2 separate regions of the Capsicum annuum genome follow, and region 1 is linked to region 2. Evidence: chromatin contacts called from public Hi-C data. All regions are on one chromosome and are shown on one strand. Each heading gives the region's core, a stretch centred on a gene start, on an enhancer-like site or on the middle of the called end of the contact. The rest is flanking DNA. Distances are from core to core; before and after follow the strand shown.

The links. Hi-C and Micro-C count contacts between places; a contact is called where the count stands out from the background.
Region 1: a contact with region 2 is called in a Hi-C map of leaf, with 2.2 times the contacts expected there. The contact joins the promoter of LOC107847663 here to the promoter of LOC107848556 in region 2. A contact is called at or near these places in 2 of 5 Hi-C or Micro-C datasets (leaf and placenta).

The regions. Positions count from the first base shown.
Region 1 is chr11:85,681,445-85,687,868 of UCD10Xv1.1, reverse strand. It overlaps LOC107847663 (proteasome subunit beta type-7-A), which reads right to left and starts at 2,685. Exons shown (of 9, transcript XM_016692054.2): 1 at 2,484-2,685; 2 at 2,248-2,394. The coding sequence starts at 2,376.
Region 2 is chr11:85,408,358-85,415,067 of UCD10Xv1.1, reverse strand. It overlaps LOC107848556 (protein SIEVE ELEMENT OCCLUSION C), which reads left to right and starts at 3,882. Exons shown (of 7, transcript XM_016693350.2): 1 at 3,882-5,187; 2 at 5,615-5,713; 3 at 5,810-6,255; 4 at 6,371-6,483; 5 at 6,575-6,699. The coding sequence starts at 5,017.

The sequences.
Region 1 (6,424 bases), core at 1,436-3,935, 270 kb before region 2:
TGAAGAACACCATGAAGATGGTGAACTTTCAAATTTCAAATTCTCTCGTTTTAATTTAGAATCACTTCAAATTCGAGATCTGAGATCCTTTTGGTATGGGGAACACTTTCCAGCAACTTTAAACCTTCAAATCCAAGCCAAAATTCCTAGATCTCAAAACCCACTCCACTTCCTTCAAAACACAAAACTCAACAATGATAAAGCACTCAAATCAACTTCGATTAAGCTCAAATTTCAGATTTAGACTCAAATAACACTAGAGAATACAATTCTGGTATTAGAAACTCAAGAAAACAAAAATCAAAAACTCAAAATTTGGGATTTTTTTCAAAACATGTTTTTTTATTTTTTTTAATTTTCTTTTCAATACCACAACCCAAGACTAGAATCGTGGAAACGATTCTAAGATCGGCTCTAATACTAAATGATATAGATCAAAAATACAAAAACAAAAACAAGTACGAAAATTGAAAGATCATAAAGAAAATGATAAATAGATAGATAAATAGACACAAGATGATAGCAAAAGGACAATCAACGAATATATTAAATCCGAAGACCTTCCTTTTAGACTACCAACAAGCACCTAACTTTTACGAAGACTGAGAGGAAAATTAAACCCCTCACAACCAACATTCCTAAGAAAGTCAACAAGCTCCCCAACAAACTCAATAAACATTCTCAAGTGTAAGTTCATCAAAAATCATCTATGTCTAAGGAAAGAGGAAACCTAACTATTTATTGTCATGGGCTATTTATTACAAAATGGGGCCAAAAGTGACCCTAAATGCCAAATAAGCCCAAAAGTGACCCAACGTGTCAAATACCCAACGAAAGAGACTCCTCCACCACTCATCCTCATCATGGTGGATCGCAAAACACATCCTCATCTATAAAGCTTCGCCAACTACCTTGAGTTAGAATTTTTGGAGTAATTCGACTTGTATCATTGTGTCTACCATAGGAGCTATATAACACTTGCTATAGAGTTGGTAATAAAGCAGAAGAAGAAGAGGTAGCATGAAATACTTATCACCAAAAAAAGAGGTAGCATGAACTAGCATCACACAAGTTGATATGTGTCAACATGGAGGGACATGAACTCTATATACCACTGAAGTAAAAATCAATCATATAACAGATTAAATCACTATTTAAATGACTCCAACAAGTCTTTTAAAAGTAGACAATCATCAATAGCCATCCTTCATCATTAGGAACATTCAATCTTAACATTCTAGTGTAGTGCTGTTGTGAGAACACATAGAGCCACCCCTCCACTCCTGTCTTGTGGAACTAATTTTCGAAACACATCCCTCCCATACAATCTTAGTGTGGCCACTCATGTTGACCTTTACTCGAGCTATTAATAAGGGATCTGGGCAAATCTTCTTATAGGAACGGAGCATGTAAAGATGTTTAATAGTTATTTCCAATGCGTAAAAGAAAGTAGATCTCAAAAGCAAATCTTTTGTGGGACATCGTATCTCAGAATCAATCTAAAGATAAATAAATGTAGATAAAAGAGCAATAACTTTATAAACAACACCAAGTAGGAATATAGCTGGCCTGGAATTACATAGAGTACAGTAATGATCATCCTAGTCCTTACATCAGTATGGTTTGAACAATTTGGATTCTTATGTTGATTAGCGTGCCAGGCGAAACTCAACTATGTTTATTATGTTGACATGAATTAGCTTACGTCCAGTGTTGTAGTTTGGGAGGACTATAGATAATGAATGATCCCTTAATGGTATATATCCCATACTTCGCTTGGTGAGAGGCTAAAATCACCTCCCTGCCAATCACGCTAGTAGGGGATACTATTAGAAGAGTTACATTGCATTTACAACTTAATTAATGCAGATAGAACTCCATGTTTCTAAGCGGAAGAAAGAGGGGGAAGGAGTAAAAGAAGAAAAGAAAGAAAACACAAGTTATAAATGCATATAATCCATGTATACTAAGCAAAAAAGAAGATCCATGTATACTAAGCAAAAAAAGAAGTTTCTCCTATCTCCTCCTCAAGACAGAACCTTCAAGCACGAGGCAATATTATCTACCCTCAGTGGATATTCTAATATTCATCTTCTTTCTCTGAGGAAAGGGATTTCTAATACAAAGGACAAGTTTGGCAATACGATTACCTACTAACCTCACTTCTCATATTAAAGATCCCATTAACATATCAACGGATCTACTGAGAAACGACGGTCGATAGACACTCAGATGAATTTGCAATACCTGAAAAATTAAGCCGACAATGGTAGTACCAGTCTTGAGAAAAGAAGGAGAACGAAGTCCTTTACTCACCAACATCTCATTCCTTCTACACAAATCAAAACTAAACCCACCTTTTTGTGGAACTTCCATTTTACCTTCAAATTAGACCTACCCACAGATACCAAAAATTAAAAGATTAGAGCAGAACAGTGAATTGTTAAGAAGCATTAAATTGAACTTGTAAGCAGACACTTTACCTGTTTGCAGATGAGTGATGCTGAAAATCAAAGTTGGGAATCGGGAGAGAGAGAATAGCCAAAACTTGAAGAATAAGAAATACTTAAGAGATGGATGGTGAAATTACAGTGTCATTTTGCTATTAATAGCTTCGCTTGGGCTGCTTCTGCTTAGGCCCAACAACTATTCGCTTTTCAGATATATAAAAGGGCAAATCACATAAATATACCATCTAAGAGTCACTACTATAAAATATATCAATAGTTTCAACTTTTCAAAATATACCAATAGAAAATTAACAAACCTTATTCAGTCTTGTGTTGGAGACTCAAGGGTTCCCCGATGTTGTGAATCACCAAAATTTCCCATCGGCAATTGCGACTTCGAACAAATCCTACTTTCACAAAATGTTGTTTACGTTCTCAATTGAGATATACTAAAATGTCTTTTGCATAATTTGATACTTCTGTCAAGGTTATAAATAAAACACGTTATTCTGATTTCAATTAGTTACACGAATTTCTATATATTTCAGACATCATAAAATTATTGATACATGTATTTTTATACATTTTAGACACCATAAAATTATTGATAACCAATTTCTATATATTTCAGACACCATAAAATTATAATTATTATTGATAAACCAATTTCAATTTATAGATAGTTCAAACATTTTAAAATTGCTATTATTGATACACTAATTTCTAACTATTTCATACACCATAATTATTGATAGAGAAAATACTCAGGAAAATACTTGAACTTTGACCGGATTTTTAGTTGAACATATTGAACTTTGTGGGGGTCCTATTATCCCTTACACTTTTTTTTTTATATTTTAATGGCATATATCTACCCACTTTGACAAGTGCGTGTAATCACGTCCTTTGAGCGAGTGAGAATGATTTAAAAACGTTATAAAACTTTTTTTTGGTCACATAACCCCTCAATTTTCTGATTTTTAATAATTTTATGTTTTTTATTTATTTTTTCATTTGCTTTCTCTTCTCTCTTCTTTCTTTCTTCTCTCCAACAATGGAGTTTTCAACAAAACATCATGGTTGCTCCATTGTTGAATTGAAATTGAACACAATTTTATCACACACATACACACCCAAATGGGTCATCTTTAGCACACCCAATTCAATTACATCAATTTGATTCAATTTCAACACACATACACACCAAATGGGTCATCTTCAGTTTCATCAAAATGACAAATTTAACCCACCATTGCCACCACCAACCAATCGCCATTGCCGCCGGCAACCACCACCACCTCAGCCACCAACTAAGGGGGGAAAAGAAAAAATTCAAACCTGTATCTGGTCAGAGCCAAGCTTGTGACAAGAAATTTTTTGTCATATCTGTTGGTCTCGCTGTTACGGTTGCTCTGGAAAAGATGACTATGTACCTTTTCTTTACTGGTTATCATACCAATTAGCAAAATCTGCAGTTCTTTTAAGAAAGTTTCTGATTTGAATAAAATTATTGAAGAAAGTTTTCAATTTGAATTTGAAATTGGGGAAAAGATTTTCTTAAAAAAATAGTATGAACTAAATAAATTTGGAGTCGCAATGAATTCGTTGGCAAGACAGAATAGGGCATTTCAAGATTAATCGAAGAACCTTTGATAGAACAAGATTTTGGCGAAAAAATGATGAAAAGTGATAAGAATGGACTTGAAATTTGGAATTGACTTACTCGAATCATTTGGAATTTGATTTGTAGGAGGAATTTGAGTTGTGAAACCTTTACTATGGTTGTAATAGTGAAAAAATATTGAAAACTAATAAAATAGAGAAGAAATCGCGCGTGTCTTACACTTTCGCCCGTCAAAACTAGGTATAGCGTTTCGAGGGAGGGGGAGGAATTAATTCCACTTTAAAAAGTCCGGGGGAGAATTAATTTCACTTAAAAAAGTCTAGGTGGGTAATAAAACTCCCGCAAAGTTCAGTATGTTCAACTGGATATTCAGACAAAGTTCAGATATTTTATTGAGTATTTTTCCTTATTAATACACCAATATCTATGTTGTTCAAACACCACAAAATTATCTATACACCAATTTCTAATTATTTCATACACCAATTTTTATACATTTCAGAAACCATAAAATCATTAATACACCAATTTCTATACAATTCAAATACCATAAAATTATTCATACCCCAAATTCTATACAACTTATGCACTATAAAATCATTGATACCCCAATTTCTATACAAATTATGTACCATAAAATCATTGATATTCTTTCGACAATTTTATCAGAAATTTTTTGAAACTCAGCGAAACTTTGAAACATACAATCTACTCAGTCACCGCCACCATACCCGTATCCTCCACCGTATCTACCATCATACCTACTGTCACCACCATATCCACACAAGAATCAACAATAATATTCTGTGGTGGTCCAAATACAAATGACATTGTCAACTTCAAATTCAACGTCGTATCAAAATTAAGATTCAAAGCAGAAGATAGATTCTCAATCCTTGATCTCGATGACATCCTTTTTGATGCGACGATGATGAAGAAGATACCATTGTAGGTGGCTAGAGAAGAGAAGTGGCAGTGGGTTCTTGCAGGAAGCGTCGAAAAGCCCATTTGGAGGAGATTTAATTCATTATATTAGAGTAGGAATTGACGGCGGAGATAGGTGAATCAACGTCTAACTCCACCCTCGACGATGGCGTAGACAAAAAATGATCGCCAATGTCATCATCCACTGAGAAATACCCTATCCATTATCTCTCTCTAGAGGATAAAACAGCAGAGATTTTTTAGTTACATAAAAGGAATAAAATCATCAATAAGTGAATAAAACCCAAATTTTGATTTAACGAGTGAATAAGTAAATAACAAGTGCAACAATAGTTAAAACTATTGCAAAATTACAAAACAAAAAGAAGAATGTGATAAAATAGTTAGAACTTTTAGTATAAATTGATATCTAATTAGTTGATAGATTTTGTAATTAAAGATTATATTTTGCAAATAAAAAATAGTATGGGTATGTTTTGTAATATAGACTCTTAAATTGTATATTTATGTGTTTTTCCTATATTATATAAAATTGGAGAAGTTACACATTTGGCCCTTTGTCCAAAAATATTTGTTCAGTCGAACCTCTTCAGTGGTAGCCTCTATCTCGATTTGTGATATCTCATTTAGCTATTAGGGATAAGGCACAAGTATCCCTAAATTATATCTAAAACTTCAGTGTCATATTTGAATTTTACAAAGTTTTATTATCCTTTAAATTCATTTTTTTTATATTTTTATGTTCATTTTATGCTAACGTGCTGATCAAATAGTAAAATATTTTGTACTTTTTTTGTGCTGACTTGACAGACACGTCAACATAAAAAGAATATAAAAATACAGATAAAATAAATTTAGACAAGTAATAAGACCCGATATTGTTTAAGTATGTCACTGAGATTTCGAGTATAGTTTTGGAAGAGGGAAGGGGGGCACTTGTGTCTTTAAACAAAAAATATAAAAAATTAATTTTTTGTACTTTTATGTTGTAAACGTAAATAAAATACTTGATAAATTTAAAATTTCAACTTATTTTTATATTTCATTATTGAAAGAATTAATACATTACTTAAAAAAAATTAATAACTAGTTATATTTTTCCGATAAAATATTAAAATCTAAGTAACATATGAATTTATAATGTGACTTTGCTATGAATAGCTTCGCTTGGGCTGTTTCTGCGTATGTCCAAAACTATTCATTTTTCAAGCTTTTGCACACTTGCCTCTATTTTGACATTCTTTAACCTTTTTTTTTAATTAGTAATTTAATTTTTTCCCCACTTTTTTGCCTTTGTTTAATAAAAATTTATGGGTCGATCATTCTTAATTATGATCTGATTTCATAAACAAAAGTTTAGAGAATTTTTATCTTGTTCGATATTAATTGTAAAATATTTAATTTG
Region 2 (6,710 bases), core at 2,633-5,132:
GCATAGCCTAAGTCATCGATGGAGAACCCATTGGCCTGTAATCAATATAAGAGTGCCACCACTGTTTGGCAGATCCACACATCTATAAGGCAGTATAATCAACCCCATGGGAGTCAACCAATCGCACATTCTGAAGTCTCTCATGAGAACTGATCAAAAACACATAGGCATCCTCACGTTGATCACCCTAAAACTACAGTGGATCCATCTTTCTAAACTTCTCAAACCATCGTTGCTTCTCATCATACATAGCTGCTCTAACCCCACCGGTAGATCCTACCAATGGTAAGGGCATACCATCATAACTCGATGTTGGCTGAACCATTGAAACTTGATAAATTAGATTGGGTTGAAATATGGGTCTGCGCTCCCACCCTAATATGTAAACCCTATGGAGTACCAAATGATCCATTTGCCTAAGCTATAGTCTTCAAAACACCGAACACTTTAATCAAGGTATCCTGAAGAATCGGTGTAGCAATAAATCCCGATGGTGTCTAATATGGGCCCACATTATTAGCTGGAACCTGAACATCATCATCACTTGCCTTTGACTCAACCTCAAGAGAAGTAGCTCCTCGAGCTCTATCTCTACCACAACCTCTGCCCCTACCATTTCTCCCCCCCCCCCCATCCGCATATCCCATCTCGGGTGGACGACTTAGGGTCTGACGGGGGAGGGGGGTTCCAGACAACAATCCTGATATGTATTAGTCCTCACCATCTATGAGAGAATAAGATAAGAATTTCAGTATTTCAAGTTAAAGGATCAATATTACACGATAAGAGAGAGAAGATAATAAATATTTCCTAAAGTCCTATATCCTCCCAAAGATAGGTAACAAATGTCTCCATACCAATTCATGAGACTCTACTATACTCAACTTATATTTGTGAGACCGATGAACCTGGGGCTCTGATACCATCTGTCATAGCCCATATTCAAGATCATAATGGAACCTATCCAACCTTCTGTGATAGGTAAGCCAAGAACTCAATTCTGAATATAACATCCCCAATGTATAGAAGCGGAAGGAAATAAGAACATAATAAACACTGAATAATCTCAAAAGTAGATTAATAGACTAGTATAGTTAAACTTAGACAATTCTAGGTTTGGTAGTCACTAATACAAGCCACTAAATAGTGAAACTAAAAAAAGTTTGAGTATCTCAAAATGCAGAAAATGCATCAAGATAAGGCTTGGGGAGATTTCAATAGTCTCTGAAAACAATAACAGCTACCTCGAATCTCCAAAGATGCTAACACTGAAGGAACCACAAGAATTAATGCCGAGAGGTCATCATATCAGAACCTACGCATAAGGTACAGAAAAAGCAAGAGTGAGTACGGAATCACGTGTACTCAGCAAGCATCGTCAATCGATCCTAATTCAAATTGGTGACGAGTAATACCGTGTCAACCATCTAAAAAAATCATACAAATTGCGCTCAGGAAAATCACCCTATTCTAACTGAATAGTCAAGTCTAACAATCATAAGGACATCATAACACAGTCCAAGAATTTCTGAATACAGTAAAATCAAGTAACAAATACTCAAGTACTTGATAAATAATACAAAGTCAATAATTATACCTTACTTAATCTAAACCAAGAATAAATGAATGCAATACAATACATGTGTTGTGTACACTCCCACCGAGCAATGGCTTCAAAGTTAGGACCTATGGGAGACTCACAAGGTCCATGTACTATGCTGGCATGCACTCCGATCCCAATAAATATATTATGCAGGTGTGCACTCCGATCCCAATAATAGATAATAATGTGAAGGTGTGAACTCCGACCCTATATGTAATACAATGCATAACGTGTAGGCGTGCAACTCCGATCCCAAATCAACAATAATGTTAAGCAAAATATTTCATATCTTATACCAAATAAATATCAATTCCAAAAATTAACTCAACTTATCAAGTGGAAGCATTCTCATTAGCTAGCTTTTTCAACAATTCATTTACCATAGCAAATCAGCTTATTTGGACTAGCAAATAGGGAAAACAGTTCAAAACGTACAATTAACTTATTTTAACCTCTCAAATAATACTGATATCCGCATAAATGCTTTTTATTTCACCTGTACGGAACCCCTATTCCCCATTACTCTCATTACACATAACTAACAAATAAGCACTTTGAAAAATAGTCTAAAAAAGTCTCAACTTGCCTCAAATCGAAGCCAACCGCCAATTTACAAACTTTTCCTTTCTTAAAGCTTCCGAATGATCAAAATCTATTCAAATATATATATATATATATATTTCTCATATGAATAAGAATCTAATAACACCCATTTTATAAATTCATACTCTAAAAATTCTACACCTAAAACCTAAATTGTATTCATAATCGTAAAGACGATAAGAAAATAATACTGAAATTCTCAAATTTAAAAATAATACGAACGAAACAGTAGCTTTTGTACTACTGTTTTCTTAATCCTCAACAAGGACAAAAGTACTTCCAACTCCAATTTATAAATTCATACTTTAAAAATTCTAGACCTAAAACCTAAATTGTATTCACAATTATAATCATAAAGACGATAAAAAAATAATACTGAAATTCTCAAATTTAAAAACAATACGAATGAAACAGTAGCTTCCGTACTACTGTTTTCTTAATCCTCAATGAGGACAAAAGTACTGCCAACTAATTTGCTGATTCTCTTAATTCTTAATAAGGACAAACAACTGCTAATTATTAATAACTTATGCCATAATTATTATCATATGATTTATAATTAACACTTTACACTAATCCTACAGCAACATAACTAATAATTCGTTCAAAACAATGGCTTTCTACCTAACTTTAAACTCACCCCACAATATTACAAACACAATATTAAAAATATATCTATTCAAAGTGGCTTACCACTAACCAAAGTTGTCGAGATCTTTGTCATAAGTTGGGATGAAAAGAAAAAGAATGAAATTGCTCTTTCGTGCCTATCTCCACCAATTAACTTTCTGACGGTATTAATAAATATGATAATCATTCCCACTTAAATTTATTCTTACACATAGGTCTTAAAACTTAAAAAAATATCTATTTGATTCATTAACCATAAAATAATGTCTAAAATATCTAATATTCGATTATATCCTTGAAATTTGTTTGGACCCTCAACAAAATAAACTAAATATTTATATTGATAAAAAAAATATTCTCAACCTATTGAAAATATTACGAAACTAATTTGAGGTCGTCACGATCAAAGATTGATCATGATCGGACTTAACTTTATTAAAAATCAAAATCTCAATTAATGACTTAAGTTGCCTTGAAATGCTTCAGGAATAGCCACCACCCATCCCTGTAAGTCGTACATTATGTCTAAAAATTACGAGATCGGTTAAAATAAGATAAATTTTAAAAATAATTTGCAGATCGTTATAGGGGGATAAAAAAGTGGAGGTGGGGTAAGAAATTAATTTTTGCAAGAATTTTTTTTCTTTTTTAAAAAAATAATTTATTTTTTGGGGTGGGGGTTGAGGTAGGGGATGTGAGGGTGCAATGGGTAATTTTTTAAAAAAAAAATTATGTTTTTCTTTTGGAGGGTAGGATAAAAAAAAATCAAGTTGATATGTATATAGAAGTTCTAAGTTTTTGACTTTAGAAGTTAAAACAGGTAGGAATTATTTTTACCTAATTTATATTTGATAAAATCTATATTTATCCATATATTATATAGAAAATTACAATTTAATTCATTTAACCTCAATCCATTCAAATCTGATCGGATCCACCCATTTGTCAACCTAGTGAAAACGTTACTAGCTTCCTCGGAGTCGATTCAGTTTGAACTTGAGAAGCATCTGGTCAAATATTATCTATATATGCTTTTCTGTTCGATTTTTTTTTTTAATTTGCAAATCTCTTTATTCAATATTTTGAAGTGAATAGTCTTGGTGAAGTTAACGTGATCAGAAAGTCACGAATTCAAGTCGTGTAAATAGTATGTAAAAAATGCACGGTAAAGTTGATCTTGTGATTCTCTCCTTCTCGTAACCCCTGGATACAGCGTGATTTTAGTGGACTAGGCCTTACTTTTTCTTTCCTCTTTAGGCAATATTCTCCGGTTTACTCTTTGATATTTGCATTTATATTAAAGCATGTCCTAGGTTTTTTTATGTTTTTGCTTGCGGTGGGCACGGCTTTTCTTTTCTTTTCTTTTTTTAATTCAAGACAATGAGCAAAAACGACCAACTTGAATATAAAGTTAGAGTTCAAGATTTGCAGTAGTCTCAAAGAGGCAAGTCTTACATATATAAACAAAGGTTATAGTTTCAATCAGTGTCCTCAATCTTGAACTAATTAAGGTCGACTGTATGAATTCTTTTTGTTCATTCCTATTAAGAGATTAATCATAATTTGACTACTATAGCATTATTAGTAACATACTGGTATTTATAGCCTTGAACTTTATGAGTTCAAAAATTTTGACATCAGTGCGTGCCAGTAGCTAAGTTCTGAATTTAATTTTTGTACATAGTGGATTTCTTAATACAAATTCTAGATGGGACTAAGCTACTGGGTACGGCTGTAGCCTTCTAGGTCAGTGCTTGATGGTATGTCCCACCTTTCTTTATTTATGTCATATTCATGTATGGCCTAATAAGGTGCTTTTTAGTGTTGTTTTTTCTTGAAGAAGATTTCTTCAAGTGGTAGTTTGGGTCTCTTCAGGATCACATAACAGAAAGTACAGAATGATTCTTTAATCTACTGTTCCAAAAGAAATCCCCTGATAGGACTTTGAATAAGCATCTCTTCTTTTGGTGGTCCTCCACTTATTTTTACATCACTGTAGAAGTAGGAGCACTTTTCTTTCCCAACACATGAACATATATGCACATTTTCCTCAAACTTCTTGGTAGACACAAGTATAGAAAATATGAGAAAGAACTCAAATCTGAGGCAGTTTCAAGTTGCATAACAAGGCTGCAAGTCAACTGTTTTATGTGACATCTCAATCTTTCAGCACCCTGGCCATGAACTTGCTTAGGATTGAATTATTTGATCCATGTCTCCTATCATCTATACAAGAAGATCTCTTAATTAAGAACATCCTCCGAACCCATGATCCTGATTTTCGTTATAAGATAGATGCCGGCCATTTGCTTCTTGTTGCCGAGAGCACCATGCATTTCATCTCACCTAAGGTTATGTCTGTTCTTTCGTAATTTCCAAGTTATTCAATATTCTTTTGTCTATGTTCTGTATTCATGTATATTTTCTTGGTTTCATACAGTATCGTATACGATTGTTCTGTGTTGCTAAAACATTGCAGAAGTAGCTGTCATTATGAGTTTTTCCCCCTTGTGTTTATGTATTCATTGAGGTTTTACATTAAATACTTATTGATTTATCAATTGCTTGTACAAGACCATAATATTAAAAGAAGAAAGAGAAAAGAACGGGGGCTTAATATGTTGCACAGACTCTTCAAAAATGTCACTTCTGGCATGTCGGATCCTCCAAAGTAGTGCATTTTTGGAGAGCCCGAGCAACTAGTCTGGGAGTACTAGACATAGATTTGAGAATATACTGTAATGTAGCATGACAGCCTCTGATCTTTTTTCATTTCAGTTCTCTTATCCTCAAAGCAATTGTATGAATTCATGGAATATCGAAGTGTTTGGGTTAGAAGAAAAGCTTGGATACACCATTAAAAAGATTTCACATGAGGTAAGTGCTTTCTCTCTTATTTATGATCATATATTTTTGGTTCCCTTCCTCATTATTCGTGTTCTTGGATCTAAGTATAATAATTGGTTATTGTAGATTTTCTGCAAATGCAATGAGGATGGAAACTTACATGAAGAAACTATGATGTTGTTTGAAACTTTAGGCCCTTTCAGATGGGATGCTAAAGTAGTTTTAACACTTGCAGCTGTGGTTTCAATATATGGAGAGTTTTGGCTCATAATGCAGTTAGTCCATTGCAACTCTTTGGCAGCTTTAACTGCAGCACTTAAGCAAATGCCTAGAGAATTAAACATGTTAACGCTACAATGTAGAGCTTTGAACTTGTTGCTCGATACTATGATAGAAGCAGCAAATCTTGTCCTTGACTTTGAAGGCCTGCCCTTGCAACAAGAACTTTTGGATGATGAGGCAATCGTTGTTACAAAGTCGAAGATGTACATAACAGTCTACTGGATTTTAAGAAGCTCGATCTCATGCGCCTCTCAGATTGCAGATTTCAGGACCATGAAAGATAACCAAGTGCATGTTTTTTCCCTTTTCCCCTTATTTAGTAATTCAGTATTTAATATCTCATAGTTGGTAAATTCTTTATCTCTTCACCAGTAAATAAGGTGACATGAAAATTCCTAACTCCAGGAATTCGGATTCATCAAACATTGCAGCGTGGACTCTCTTCAGCTTGGTATATAAGCTAAGTGGCTTATGCAATGACCTTCGAGAGAAATTACATACGTGCCAAATGCAAATAGGTGATTGTCTTTCTATGAGCCTTTGTTGTGGAAGATAACTTGTCTGACAAAATTCACATGAAAGAAGTTGAAATTCTTTTGTTGTTCTCAGATAGACAGTTTCCTGAAAAGATACGCGATCTTTTCAAAGTGGCCCATTTTCACAATCAAGAGGTGCTTCGTGTGTTATTTTCTTTGAAGAATGACTTACCGTTGAAAGATAGCTCCCAAGAAAAGGTACTTCTTTT